Linked DNA regions of Anser cygnoides: region 1 is linked to region 2. The links are chromatin contacts, called in public Hi-C maps. All regions are on one chromosome and are shown on one strand. The core of a region is the stretch at or near the end of the contact, and the rest is flanking DNA. Distances in the headings are between cores, read along the strand shown.

Region 1 (6,975 bases), core at 1,171-3,670, 120 kb before region 2:
CTGGGCAGCACCTGCTGGAACGGGGAGACCTTGACAAAGCACCCTGCTGCAGGGCGCTCAGCAGGAGCCGTGAGGACGCTGAGCCAGGTCTGCTGCCTCGGTGAAAGGAGGATTATTCCAAGTGAAAGCTCTTTACGCTGTTTAACGAATCGGGCTCTTCAGACCATTTTTAGGGCACTCTGAGAGGCTCATGGGAAAATACCACTTCATCAATGCCACCATCTGAAACATACCTCACTGAAAGATGTGTTTTACCCTCTGGCACGCCAAAGAACTTCTTCTCCAGGCTCTTTGTATGCTGAACGAGGGATGCAAAACTGCACATGCCATAGGCTCTCCCAGTATCAGCACACAGATATGCAGTTAGACCAGGAGTTATTAGGAGTCTGAGACACCCTGGCTTTCACATTTCTTTGTATGGCACTAAAGCAAGCACCAAACTGCCAATGGGGAGAACCAGAAGAGTCTCCAATTTACACCTGACGCTGGTTAGTGGTCGCTGGCTGCTTACAAAAAGTCAGTCTGGCAGAACCATTTAGCTGCATATTCAGTCACTGCTGCTTTTCAGTACAGAAGCATTTCCTATCCTCAGCAAACAGCGATAAAGGGGGATGTTTATTCAGTCTGCATTACCAGAGCACCAGCTAACATCAGAACGGGGAGAAGCAGTAAATGCTGCCTACTTCTTCCAAAGAGCAGGAATGATAGAGCACCCCCTGCACAAACATCCCTCAAGGGTTCCTTCAACTACCCACCTGCTGCTACCCGGCGCACATCGCTCACATAATCCAGAAAATGGTAGGGGGAGCCTGCCGGTCGGTGGGATGACAAACCATGGCCAGAAAAATCCATTGCCACGTAATGGTGATCTGAAAGGGAGAAAGCATCAGGCAGGTGGCCCTGCAACACAGCAAGAGCCATCCCAGTGAGCCAGACCCACCTTTGGGGAGCAGAGGGATGAGCCTGTCAAAGGTGTTGGCATTGTCCAGCCAGCCATGCAAGCACAGCACAGGGTGTCCCTCCGGGGGTCCCCAGGCCTTGGCTGCCAAATGGCCCCAGGGCACGGGAAACTTCACCTCTGAGAACATGCCCAAAATAAAGTGCTCTCAAGCAATGTCCCCTGTGAGCCACGTGCTTGAAACAGGTCCCAGGGAGCTTGTTAATGGCCCAGAGCTCTGAAAAGAGTAATACAGGTCTTTAGTAACTCGCCAGTCTTCTGCGGTCTTAATTAGCAGCTTGCTGATTTATAGCTCCCCATTTAACAACCCAAGCTGCCATTCCTGCTTGCCTGCTTGGGGACGCCCCCTCCCAGCACGTACCAGCAATGCTCCTAGGAAGAAACAAGCTTTCCCTGCGCAGGAGGAGAAAAACTCCTCTTGCGTCTCCGCAGCAGCTGCGACCTGACCAGAAGGCACAAGCGATCTGGCAAGAGGGAAGCAAGCAGAATTTCCCCAGCTAGCTGCAAGGAGTCAGGCACCTGTCTTGGACCAAGAAGGCAATTTTGGGAATGAGGATACTGTCTTCAGTATTAGATTATTGCCACCTTCTCACAGCTACCTACTGCCCTGGCAGTCACCGAGCTACACCTCACCTTTTACTCAGCCCCAGGCTTTCCAGTGATCCCCCCAGTACTGCCCAGCCTCCGGGGTTCTTCCAGGGGTGTCCTGAATATCCTCGCATTACTCCCAAGCCCATCTGGTCCCTGGAGCCCCTCATGGGCGGCCTGACGCCCCCCAAACCCAGCCCCATTTCTCTCACGCTGTGTCCCTTTCCCAGTCACTCGTTTTGGGTTTGTGCCCCCTTACACAGCCCTCTGACACCGCGCTGCGATCACCCTACAGCAAGTCCCTCCTGATGGAGGAGGACAGAGGGAGCAAACTGGAAAAGGGCACCGCTCTCAGGGCCCTGAGGGCACCTGGAGGCCATCACGGACCTGACCAGATGCTCCTGGAGCCTCCCCCCCCACCGCCCAGGCGCCCGCTTCAGCTGCAGCAGCGCCGTCCTCAGCCCAGCGCCCTCGGCCCGCCCGCTGACGGCCGGGTCCGACCCCGTTTGCCCTCGCCGGGCCTGATCCCGGCAGCTACGGACGGACAGACCGACAGACAGGCGGACAGACCTTGGACCTGCCTCCTCCTACCCGCCACCCCCGGGCGCTGCGGGGCTCCCCCCCGACACCCGCAGCCCGGGCACGGCCGGACCCCAGCGGGGCCGGGGGCTCCCGGTCCCGGCCCCAGCCAAGGGCTCCCCGGGCACCGGCCCCCCCGGAGCGCCGCGGGGGGAGGCACGGCCCCGGCTGCCCTCCTACCCCTCTGTCTGCTCGGGACGGCGGAGCGAGGCCGCGGCAGGAGGACGCAGCCCGGCGGCTGGAGGCGGACCCCGGCTGCCCCGCACCGCCCCGCGGCCCGGCTGCCCCCGCCTCCTTCCCCTGCCCCGCCGCCGGCCCGGGGCGGCCGCAGCCATGTTGGGCCCGCCTCGTTGCTGTCCCGCAGCCATGGGCAGAGGGGGTGGCAGCTAGAAGGGGGCCTCTGGCCGTGAGCAAGGACACGTCCTGGCAGAAGGGTGACCCTTCCCAACACCACGCCCATGGGCTTTCCTCATGGCCGGGCTCTCCCAATAGCAGCAACCCAGCCTGCCCAGTTCCGCAGCCCTCCAATCTCTCACCTACACAAGCAAGTAAAGCCATTGCAGCCTCCATCTCCTCTATCTTGCCCTGGAGCCTGACCCAGCTCCTGCAAGCTCTGGCCTTCAGTGCCCACGGCAGAGAGGAGCTGGTGGGGAAGCAGCCGGTGTTTTGCGTGGAGCCCCACAAGCCGTCATCTGTCTGTGTGGTGTGGCGTGGGTGCTGTTTGTCCTCCTCTGCCTTTTTGCCATGTCCTTGGAGGGTGAGATGTGCAGGGCTGTGGTTACCTTGGCCCACATTGTGCAGGGGAAATGAGAGGAGGTGCTGGGAGTTGAGAAATGAGGTGCAGGTTTGGCTTCCCTAGGCTGTCAAAGCTCAGAAGGGGAACCCCACTTACTATGTAAGATCTCTCTTTAAATGTGTTCACTGAGGTATGTGCTATCAAGTTCGTAGCCTGTTTTCTGTAATGAGAATAACAAAGGGTCTGAAGCTGTGATCCGCCTACTGGATCTGTAAGGAGTCTCAGTCATGGAGGTACTCTTGCATCCTTGACTGCCTTCACAAGGCACGTTACTGCTAGTGGAATCTGCCTGTACTGCAGCCCTACAGTGTGAGATGTTTTAAATGTTGCCCAGGAGTATCATAGGGACATCAAACAAGCTCTGTGCTTGACACCAATGCTGGACTGACATCACTTTCTGACGGAGAAACTCTTCTGAACTCTAACATTTGTTGTAATCACATTGCTTCAGGGACAAGAGTCGCTTACTGATACTGTGACCCATCTTCATGAGCTGACTACTGCAGGGCTAAGCTGCAGCACATCACAGACAGCACTGCATGAGCAGCTCTACTCTTCTACAAAAGCAGACCCCTCCCAGCCCGAGAGATTTCCACACAGTTATATTTATTATTTGTCCAGAAATGGGTTGGCTACATAGACCAGGCTTCAAGAAAAAGTTCACAATGAAGTCTATACCTGAGTACCCTTGTGAATGCTGCTTGCTGGTGCCCAGCATTCCCTCTAGCAGAGTCTATCAGGCCTAACACAGACCACAACCATTCACCTTCAGTCAAGGACTCGAGCAGCCAGAAGAGGAAAAGTCAGACTGCGCTTTGAGCAGTGGGACACCTTGCTGGTACGACTGGAGAGAACAGAACGGATGTCTGTTCTTAGGGACTCATTTTGATATTGGTAATTGAAATCTCTGTGCTCAGTTCAGCACATCAGTCTCCTAAATTGCACAATACATTTTTAGAACAGCCTGTGAAGCTTGAAAGAAACCAACATGGAAGCTTACAGCCCTGTTTCTCCTGCCTATCTCAAACACATCCTGGCAAAGTAGGCTCTGTACCACGGCAGAAAGGTAAAAAGCTTGGGGACCCATCACACAGAAGAAATGAAAGTGCTGTGCAGCTCACAACCTCCCCTCCAGGTGAACCATTAGAAGGGAAATCAATGTGAATTCCTTTAGGTTTGGAAAGTCTAATGCTTTGCTTTTTCTTAGGCCTTCTGCATCCATGAGAAGCCGGCAAGCAGACCACGAGTGCTGGGGAACCACGCAAAGGGAGAGAGGCCACAGTACCATCTACAGCTTCTTTCCTACATGTGTCAGAGGTGGGTGTCTGATTACAAAAGGTGAAAAGCAAGAAATAACTTGGCAGAACAGATACGTACTCAATCATTGCTACTGCCGTTATGGAGGGCAGGGCCTTCCCTTGATTTGCTAGGATTTGAACATAAGAAGCCACCCAAAAGCAGTGTAACTCAGGCAGTGGCTGCAAGGGGCTGCTCACAGGCAGTGGCTGGTAGGCTTGCAGTTCTTCTGTCTGTGACAGCTCCTCAGGAATGGGACCCTGTGTCAGGATCAGGAGTGATGTGGACCCCTCACACAAATCCCTGCAGTTGGTGGGACAACAGGCCATGGGCCAGGAAAATCTATTGCTGCACAACTGCAATCTGAAAAGTAGAGAGCATCAGGCATGCAGACCTGAAGCACAACACACAGACCATACTTGTGTGCCAGAGTCATCTCGGGGGGACACTGGAACAAGCCCATCAAAGGTGTTGGTGTTGGCCAGCCAGCCATACAAGCACAGCACAGCGTACCCCTCTGAAGTCCCCAGGTCTCAGCTGCCACATGTCCCCAGGGCATGGGGAACTTCACCTCTGAGAACTTTTGTGCCTGTAGGTGACATCCTTTGAGAGCTACATGCTGAGAGCTGGTTCCAGGGAGCTCGTTAACAGCCTAGAGCTCTTGACAGAGATTGTAGGTAGGTAGTAGTTATCAAATTTGCTTATCAGACAGCCCTGACCTCCGTTTAACACAAGTTTTCAGGCACAAGCCATGCTTGGGGGATCCTGCTCTAATTGCTTGCCCTGCAGGTATGTGCATCACCACTCACAGGTCTTGGACCCTCTCCCCCATCATTCTGCAGCCAGAAGTCATCCTGCATCAAGCAGCCAGAAGAATCTGGGCTTTTTTGCTTTGAGTCACAGAGATGACCTCTGGGTGTTGGGTGGGAAGTATGACTCCTCCACTGAATTCTGACTCCCATGTCTTGCATCTCAAATCACTTTTTGGTAGGAGGCTCCATCAACAGGAACCTCAGGGGAAAGGGAAAATTCCTTACAGAAATCACCAGCAATAGATGATGTGGGACAGAGGGGTATTCCCAGGGACGAGCAACATGTTTCTGGTAGGATGGTCCCACCTCAAATTCCCAAATGGCTACTCTTGCTTCCCCCTTCCCAGCCATTCTAGCTGTGTTTCCACTTGCCTGAGTGAGTTGTTTTCACCTCTCATTCCTTCCCCACCGTTCCCGTCTCCACTGTAGGTAGGCACAAAACACCTGGCACACCAGTCAGATCTGTGATTCAGAAACAGATTTGCCCATGGGAGTAGCACAGAGAGAACACTTTCCCCAAACAAAGACAGCTGTTCCAGGGAGGACCTTCTTTCAGAGCTGGAGCTCCAAGTGAAGAAGGTTTTACAATGCACTGGGATGCAGCCTTGGACCCTTCCTCAGCAGCGTTGCTGTCACCCTATAAGTCAAAGGCAGATTGTTGAGATCTTTTCCAGGTCCCTCATATCCACTCTTCTCCACTCTAGCAATGCTGTTTAGCCATTTTGAAAGAGCAGCCCAGTATCCTGCAAGACTGCATATCTTCCCTCTGACACCACCTGGCAAACCATTTCCCACGAGGAGAGGACTATTGAGGATGCATGGCAAAATCTGGGTGGCTCACAGAATTCATTCTGCAACATCTACTTCTAAGAAGTGCTGCAGGCTACTGCAGTGGATTTGCTGCCGGTGTGGGAGCAAATTAGACTTCACTTGGCAAGGTGCTGAGGTGTTTGCTGGGCTAGTGGTAAGAGGCTGGTTTTACATAAAAGACTGGGAGTTAGTTTGAGATGTCCCATGCACTTAGCAAAGGATAATTTAACCTCTGCGTCCTTGCAGAGGAGGAGGAGACTTGCAAGTATAAATCATGGGACATGCAAAGCTGTTACGCTCTGCTGACTTGGAACAGCATTGATCAGTTTGTGCTAGCTGCAGATCTGCTGAGGAAACTTTAAGTACAGCAGATTGATTGCTACCAAGGGACAAATTCCCCATAGCTATTCGGATTCAAGCCTTAAAGTGCTGGCATATTGATCTATTTATGGTCATTTATTAGTTATAGCCCTGTACCCCAAACTCTCTCACACAGTTATATGAGTAAAAAAGCATGCTATTGCTAGCTTAACTCATTTTTTTTTTCCAGTGGATAGCACAACCAGTATATAAAGCCCCACACTGGTTGGGCAGCCCACAGTGGGGCTGGGGAAAGCACAGAGGCACTCTATGTCAACAGGGAAGCCCCTGCTCCTCAGAACATGGATCCCTAATGGGCCATCTGCCCTTTGTCATGCACACTCTTTGGTATCCTCCTTGGCAGAGGAACATCCCCATCCCTGGAGGTGTTCAAGGCCAGGCTGTATGGGGCTTTGGCCAACCTGGTCAGGTGGGAGGTGTCCCTGCCCATGGCAGGGGCATTGGAATTAGATGATCTTTAAGGTCCCTTCCAACCCAAGCCATTCTATGACTGTGAAATAGCTGCTAACATATTAAGCTCAGAAAAGGCTGTGATGGTTTAGGTTGTTTTCTCTCGCCTGGCTCGAGGCACACACAAGCCCGTTGCATTCCTTGTCCCAGAGCTCTCCAGCCCTGCAGAAGGTAAGAGAGACAAATATATGCTGGCTCTTTACCCACCACAGGCTGGAGCCAACATGATAGTTTAAATGGAAATCTTTGGCAGCTTAAGTTAATAAGCCAAGCTACGAGTGGTTGAAAAAGTGGTGAGCATCTGC
Region 2 (6,564 bases), core at 1,996-4,495:
GCCTGATCTCGCTGTCATCTTTTGTATCATCTGTCTTCAAGCTAGTCTCTAATGCCCATTCCCCTAGCATCTAAGTGCCTCGAGATGAAAGCTGTAAAAGTGCAGCGGTGAGCCTGTGCGTGACACGGAGTTGTGTAACGGGGGAAGGATTAGGATGAGGGCAGTGCTTTGAGGGGACGGTTTTCGCGCCTGTAAGAAATCTGCGTGCCTGACTCTGGAGCCTTCAGCCTTCTGGTGCTGCTGGTTCAATGCTTTTCATCAGCAATGAAACCTTTCATAAAGGAGAAGAAATCTCTCAGAAATCTCTCAGAGGACCCCGCCAGCTGCGTTCAGACATCCTCTTTCGGCTAAGAAACACTGGGGCGCCCCGAGCCTTTCCAGCACCTGTTACCCACAGACTTGTTCTCAGTCCCACAGGCTGCATCCCTTGCAGCCGGGCTGCAGTCCTCCCCCCTTTCAGGCAGAGGGAGCTCAGGGGGGTGTGGAGATGAGGTGTGGTGGAGGTCAGGAACCGGGCACTCCTTCCTTTCCCCCCCCCAAGCTGCTGATGTATGCTCCTGCAGAGCCATAGCAACTGAGTAATCACTGAATTATGGCTAGATCAGAAGTGGTGACCTCAAAGACAGAAGGAGACTCTCCATCTCCATTTGTCAGTCCTCTCAGGGTCAGAGGGAGATTTTTCTCAGGGATCTGTGGGAGAGGGGAAAGGGATGTGCAAGGTAAGCCTTACATTAAGGCATAACAGGAAAAAAACGTTTGCTTTTGCCATTGGCAGAGCTCATATCCGCCGAGAGAGTCCTTGCTGTTTCCATATGTGAGAAGGCAGCAGGGCGTGTAGGAACAGTGACTCTAACCCCAAGGGCTATTTATGGGGCTTAATTTCACCCAGAACCTCCCATCCTTCGTAAGGGAGGGTTTCAAGTCTCGAGGCTATTTTCCTTCCCATCTCTGGCTTGTTCGTGTGCAAGCACTTTGATTAGGTGGGAGGAAAAGATGTCTACGGGGACGCAGGCAGAGCTTGGGAGGGTTTTGTGGTGGTGGTCCTGCAGCGGCTGCAGACGATTAGGGCTGAGCTGATTTCCTTCCACACAAAGCAGGGACTTCAGTCTTATGAGGGTGGTGCGGTGCATCTGCTCAATTTATAGGACTTACTTTCTGATTACAGAATGTATTTGCTGGAAATTTACATGCAAACCTCTTTAGTTTGTTCCGTTGATTTTAAAATTGGTCCTTTAAGGGTTTATTTTGGTAAGTGACCGATTTTGGCCTTAAATCCCTGTTCTCTTTTTTTCCTCTTTTAAGAACTGAAGAGCAATTTGCTTATAAGTTGCTTTAAGCGCGTGTGGATACTATTGATGGCTTTATGCTGAACTAGAACTGCTCGCGTGGATGCTAGATACCAGCCCTGGTCACCCATCTGCGGGGTCAGAGCCCAACAGGAGCATAACGGGATTGCTTTCTCTGTTAGTCCTAACGATGTTTTATTTATAACAATATTTTGTGTAACTGATCATCGTTGAGTAGTTGTCACTGAATGGGTAAGTCAGAAGGTTGAATTTCTTTCTTCTGGAAAGAAAGCGAAGCATTCAGTGGCAAGGAAAAAAACTGGTGATGTGAACAAGGTATACTAATGACGGTGGTTTTTCTTCCGGAGTCTGCAGACAGCCAAAAATTAGGTTCTGAGAGAATTAAATTCTCCATTAAGCTCAGTGGGGTTGTATCTTAAGGCCCAATACATCACTTCAAAAGCAACAAAGTAGATGGCATCTGTGCTCACGTGATAGTTAATTAATATATTTTGGTTCTTTTGTTTTCATTCTAGACTTCAGGTGATCCTGTAGGTTACCAGTGATGCCTGCTGTAGTGTAACAGCTGACGATAGTGTGGAATTTGCCTGCATTTATAGCCTGTTTTTTTTTTCTTTTTAAACAACTTCAGTTTATCCTTGTAAGATGTTGAGGTTTTAGATTTTTTAAAACCTGACTCCTCTTGTGCTTCCTTTACGACACCCGTTAGTAGCAGAGATGGAAGCACTGTGGTGAAGCAGACAGAGATCCAGGTATTTAAGGATGCAAATTCACTTACTTTTGCGCCTTTGAGAAATTTTTGACTTGTGATTGCTAGCTCTCTTACAGTTTTATAGCATTTTTTTGGGCATAACTTTCTCTGTTCATGCTGCAACTTCATTTTGTACGTGAGGTAAGAAATACCTCGATACACCAAGCATGTATAAATAAGCTGTGTTTTCATGTATTTCTATATACTAAAGGGTTTTACTTTAAGGTACGTTTAAGTTTAACTTAAGGTAAAGCACTCGAAGCACTCCTGCCTTATAAATCTACATAAAGGATTGACCTCAATTGACATTTCCCTTCAGAATCAGAAAACAGATAATGGAAAATCAAATTATAAAACCCTTATCGAGTTCCCCCACCCCATTACGGCTTTTATCACCGTCCTCCAGCCCCAGAGGGAATGCTGCTTGCACCAAGCTTTTAGCATGCGGTGAGAGTCGACGAGATTAGGGCTGTTTGTGACGGGAGTAAAGTAACGGCTTGTCGCGGCGAATGCGCTGGCGGAGCCTCTGCTCCAGACGAAGGAGGCAGTGAATGACTTCCACCTCCCACGAGGGAGGCACCACGCCTGAAACACTGCTTGCAAGCGGGCAACAAGTGCTGGCGAGAGCACGGGCACGCCGCACGGCGGGAGGAGCAGCGTGCCTCGTAACGCAGCGCCCGTGTGCCCAGCCGCGATCCCCAGGTAGCGCACGCGGGGCACGCCGCAGTAAGCTAATCCGAGGGAGATAAGGCACGGATCACAGCAGCGGGCTTGGCTCCGAGAGGAGGATTCCTGGCCTTGTGCTGAGCCCAAAGAGGAGCGGAGGAGCAGGCGAGTCCTTCCTGGGCGCTCTCTTTGGCCACGTGGTTGTCTACCTGCCCTCGACGAGAAATGGAAGCAGCGCTTGTCGGACGCGCCCGGTGGTTTTCCCGGCCAGCTGCCATCGTTGCAGCCTTATCCCAACGGAATCTCAGCCGGTCTCAGAACTGATTTTGACAGATAACGCAAAGTGCGCGGCGTGGTGTTTCGCATTTATTTTTCACGGAGCAGGACACCCGCGGGGGAGCCGCCGGTGCTTTGAGGACAGCCCTTCTCGGCAGGTCGTTGCTTTTTGGGGTGAGCTGGGAGCCGCGGCCCTCCCTCAGATAAGGCTGGCTACAGGAGGATGATGTGTGCCGAGGACCTGGGCGAACAAGGCTGGGCAAACAGGGCAGCTCCTGAGCCCATCGCATCGGCTCGGCGGAGCTCCCCGCCCGTCCCCTCATTTCTGTCACGTCCCTGAGGGAAAGCCACCACGAGCGGTGAACGTTGGCCAAACTTCAGCTCCTCAGCCGCAGCAGCACCACCAGGCGCCCCTAACCACCCCCCCCCCCCCCAGTCCACGGTCTGTAGGAACCTCGGGAGCGCTGAGGGTGTTTATAAGAGCGTTTATTCGGCTGCTGAGGCGGTTCCGAAGCGGGAGCCGGGAGCAGCTCAGCGCGCAGCCCGCGCCCGGCCTCCATGTTGGGGAGGTCCCTTGGGGGAGGGGGGGGGAGGGACGCTCCCTCCCTCCCGCCACCGCGTGCGCGCGCACGCACAGATACACACCGCCGGGCGCGCGCGCGCACGCTCCGCTCGCCACCCACCCCCACCTCCCCTCCGCCCGGCCGGGACCCGCCGCCTCGCGCGCCGTTCCCGCTGGCGCCGAGCGGCCGCCGCCATTGGCTGGGCGGGGGTCAGGTGACCCCGTGTTATTTCCTGCGTGCGCGTGCGTGCGCGTGCGGCGTGTGCGCGCGCGGCCAGGATGCAGCCCGCCAGCCCCCCGCCGCCGCCGCCGCCGCCGGGCCCCCCCCGGCCCGCAGCCGGGCCCCGCCGCTGAGCGCCCCCGCCCCGCGCCCGCCTCCCGCGGCACGGGGTGGGGGGGCGGGGAGGGCCGCAGGTAAGGGCCGGGCCCCGGGAGGTGCCCCCGGCCCCGGGAGGTGCCCCCGGACCGCTTCACCCCCCCCCTCCCCCTTTATTCCTGCAGGGAGCCGGCGGCCGTGGGCCTGCCTCTGGGGCTCGGGGCCCGCCCGGGGTGCCCGGTGGTCCCGGCCCCTCGGCAGGGTTGACCTGGCCTCCGTTGGCGGAGCGCGGCCGGGCCGCTGGCGGTGCTGCCGGGAGCTGGTTTTCCTTACCTCCAGGGAGGACTACGGGAAAGTTATGTAAGCCGGTACCGGAGCCGGCCGGTGGCACCGGGGCTGCGTTGTGAAGTTGGAAATGGGGCTGCGGTTGTGTGCGAATCAACAAGCGTCTGCCTGCGCGGGGGGGGTTGGCACCGCCAGAATCCCTCGTCTCGGTGGGTGGACTGCCGTGGCTCTGTGCTGTGGCTCTTACCCGTAGCGTTACACCTCCGTTAGGAGGGCAGGCAGCCTGCTTGAATCCTGGCATCGTTTCCCACACCATTCTGCTTCTCTTCTCCGTCTCTGAAAACAGGAGGGGAAAAGAAAAAAGCGAGATGCCTGCGAGGGGACTGAGGATCAGTTTCTGAGCTTTCTATGTTTAGGTTAGTGTTTTGAAAGCTATTCGTGTCTGCAGTGGCTGTTGCCATCTGTTGATTCCACGGATAATTCCGAGCAGTCCTTGCTTTCCAGCGTGCTTCCTGATCAATAGCTGCGCGTGTAGCAGTTGGCGCACCTTTAACCCGGCTTTGCTCAACCTTTCCGCTTGCCCAGAGCGGATTGATGATGGACATGCAGCAACCTTCGCGTTACAGATGCAGCATATTTGTTAAATTCAGTTCAGGAAGAGGTGTCCGTTTGGTGGAGCATATGTGTTACACAGAACAATATTAAGCATTTTAAGTTTTCACTTGGCTGAAAGCTTTTTGCCTTCAGTGTGCCGCCCTACAAAATGTGGATTTGTTTCCTTTACCTTGAGTTGTATGAAGCTGTATTTTTTTTAAATCCATCTCTGCATTAGGTTCGGTTCACACATAAATAGTCATCTACATTAAAATACTGCAGAAAGTATAACTACCAAAAAGAAACGAAAAAAGAGTATTTATCAGTCACCTTTCTCTTAATAAACTTTGTTAATAGTACAAGGAGAGGAGGATAGTATTTGTCCACTTCTGTAAATTGCTGGCATGTGGAATGCATATTTTTGTATTTTCTTAACTTTCTCCTGGTTAAGTTAGCAAGTAAGGTACTATGCTTTCTGAGGGGGAGGATGACAACACCTTTTATGTCAAAAATATGACTTGCTACTGTACATTTTCATTGCTTACGGTTTTGGGAATAACCTCAGACAAACTGATAGCTTTGGGGCTTTGTATTAATGCACTTAAATGTCTAGGGGAGGTTTTTGGACCTTCTTGCAAGTTTGGTATTCTCTAGCCTACTTAGCTTTAAATTTGTTAGCATCTTTTTGAGTAGAATAGTATGCGTTTTGACATAGCTTGGGCTTTGATCTCTAAATCAGGTTTCAGAGGCTTTGGGAATTATGGACCCTGTTTTTTTTTTCTTTTTTTTCTCCTGAAATGCGTACTTTAATGTACCTTTCCAGCCTGGGGCAGGTTGAAGATGCTTCTCAGTATGGAAGCGCTTGGAGCAGCTTGGTTGAGTGTCTTTAACAGGAGGTCAGATTTTTAGGGAGGGAGAGGGGCGCTTTTCTTAGTTATTAATGCTTTGTAAAGAAGGCCCGAGGTGAATTTTTATGAAAGCAATAAATCTGTTTCTGTAATGCATAAGTAAGAAGTGAAGGTTATTAAAATCAAACAGAAAACTCGCTTGCGTATTACTTGTAGAGGAGAACTCTTTATTGTCAGAAGTTTCTTTAACCTTTGGCTGAAGAACTGGAGAGAGATTAACCGTTCTTACATCGTAAAGGATACTTGGATTAAACTTAAAAGCTTAAACAGTGTAAGTGAAAGCATTCTTAATACGGTTCTATATGTGATTGTTAGAGGTATAAAGTCTATAGGAAAATGACTGGAATGTGCAGGTTTTGGGGTTACTTTCTCCTTTTGCCATCGTAGAAACGTGTGCAACAAAGTCCATTTGGGTTCTTAGTACAGTATTAAAAAGCAAATCACTGCATACCCCTCTTCTGCCTTCCTTTTTAGGTCATGCTTAACTAAACCACCCATGAAGCGCAGCAAAATGACAATAGTTGCTCCTTTTAGAAGGGTCGCTTCATAGGAACTGTACTGCACAATTCCTGTTGCTACTCTACCAGCTTGGCACGTTGCTATCTGGAATGAGGGCATAAGATGTAATAAAGTTGAATAATTTTCATGCTGTTTGCTTGGCTCCCCTATAATTTGAGGTAAGGGTATATTTAGGAGTTTATAGCTGGCTTAGGCATGTCTTGCCTCTTGACACAGGGTATGCCAGATCTCTGTTTGGGTGGGGTGGCTTTTTAATTAAAGCATACATTTACATTTTTTTCATAACCTGTTCAATTATATTTTATACTTACAGAGGGTATTAGACCAATGTTTTTGGAACCAGAGTTCTTATAAATTCCAAAGATTCAGGAATGTTTTTG

The links. Hi-C and Micro-C count contacts between places; a contact is called where the count stands out from the background.
Region 1: a Hi-C map of liver shows a contact between it and region 2, with 1.6 times the contacts expected there. The contact joins the promoter of SERHL2 here to the enhancer-like site in region 2. A contact is called at or near these places in 3 of 7 Hi-C or Micro-C datasets (granulosa cells and liver).

The regions. Positions count from the first base shown.
Region 1 is chr1:44,399,276-44,406,250 of Taihu_goose_T2T_genome, reverse strand. It overlaps SERHL2 (serine hydrolase like 2), which reads right to left and starts at 2,420. Exons shown (of 12, transcript XM_048078849.2): 1 at 2,306-2,420; 2 at 941-1,175; 3 at 756-869. The coding sequence starts at 1,088.
Region 2 is chr1:44,277,817-44,284,380 of Taihu_goose_T2T_genome, reverse strand. All of the region lies in intron 2 of TCF20 (transcription factor 20), which reads left to right. Among named protein-coding and RNA genes, the nearest start is that of TCF20, 62 kb to the left of the region's middle. Within about 2 kb of position 3,245, at least 3 of the 3 cell types and tissues checked have open chromatin away from gene starts, as enhancers often do. A contact at or near this core is called in liver, where this site is marked.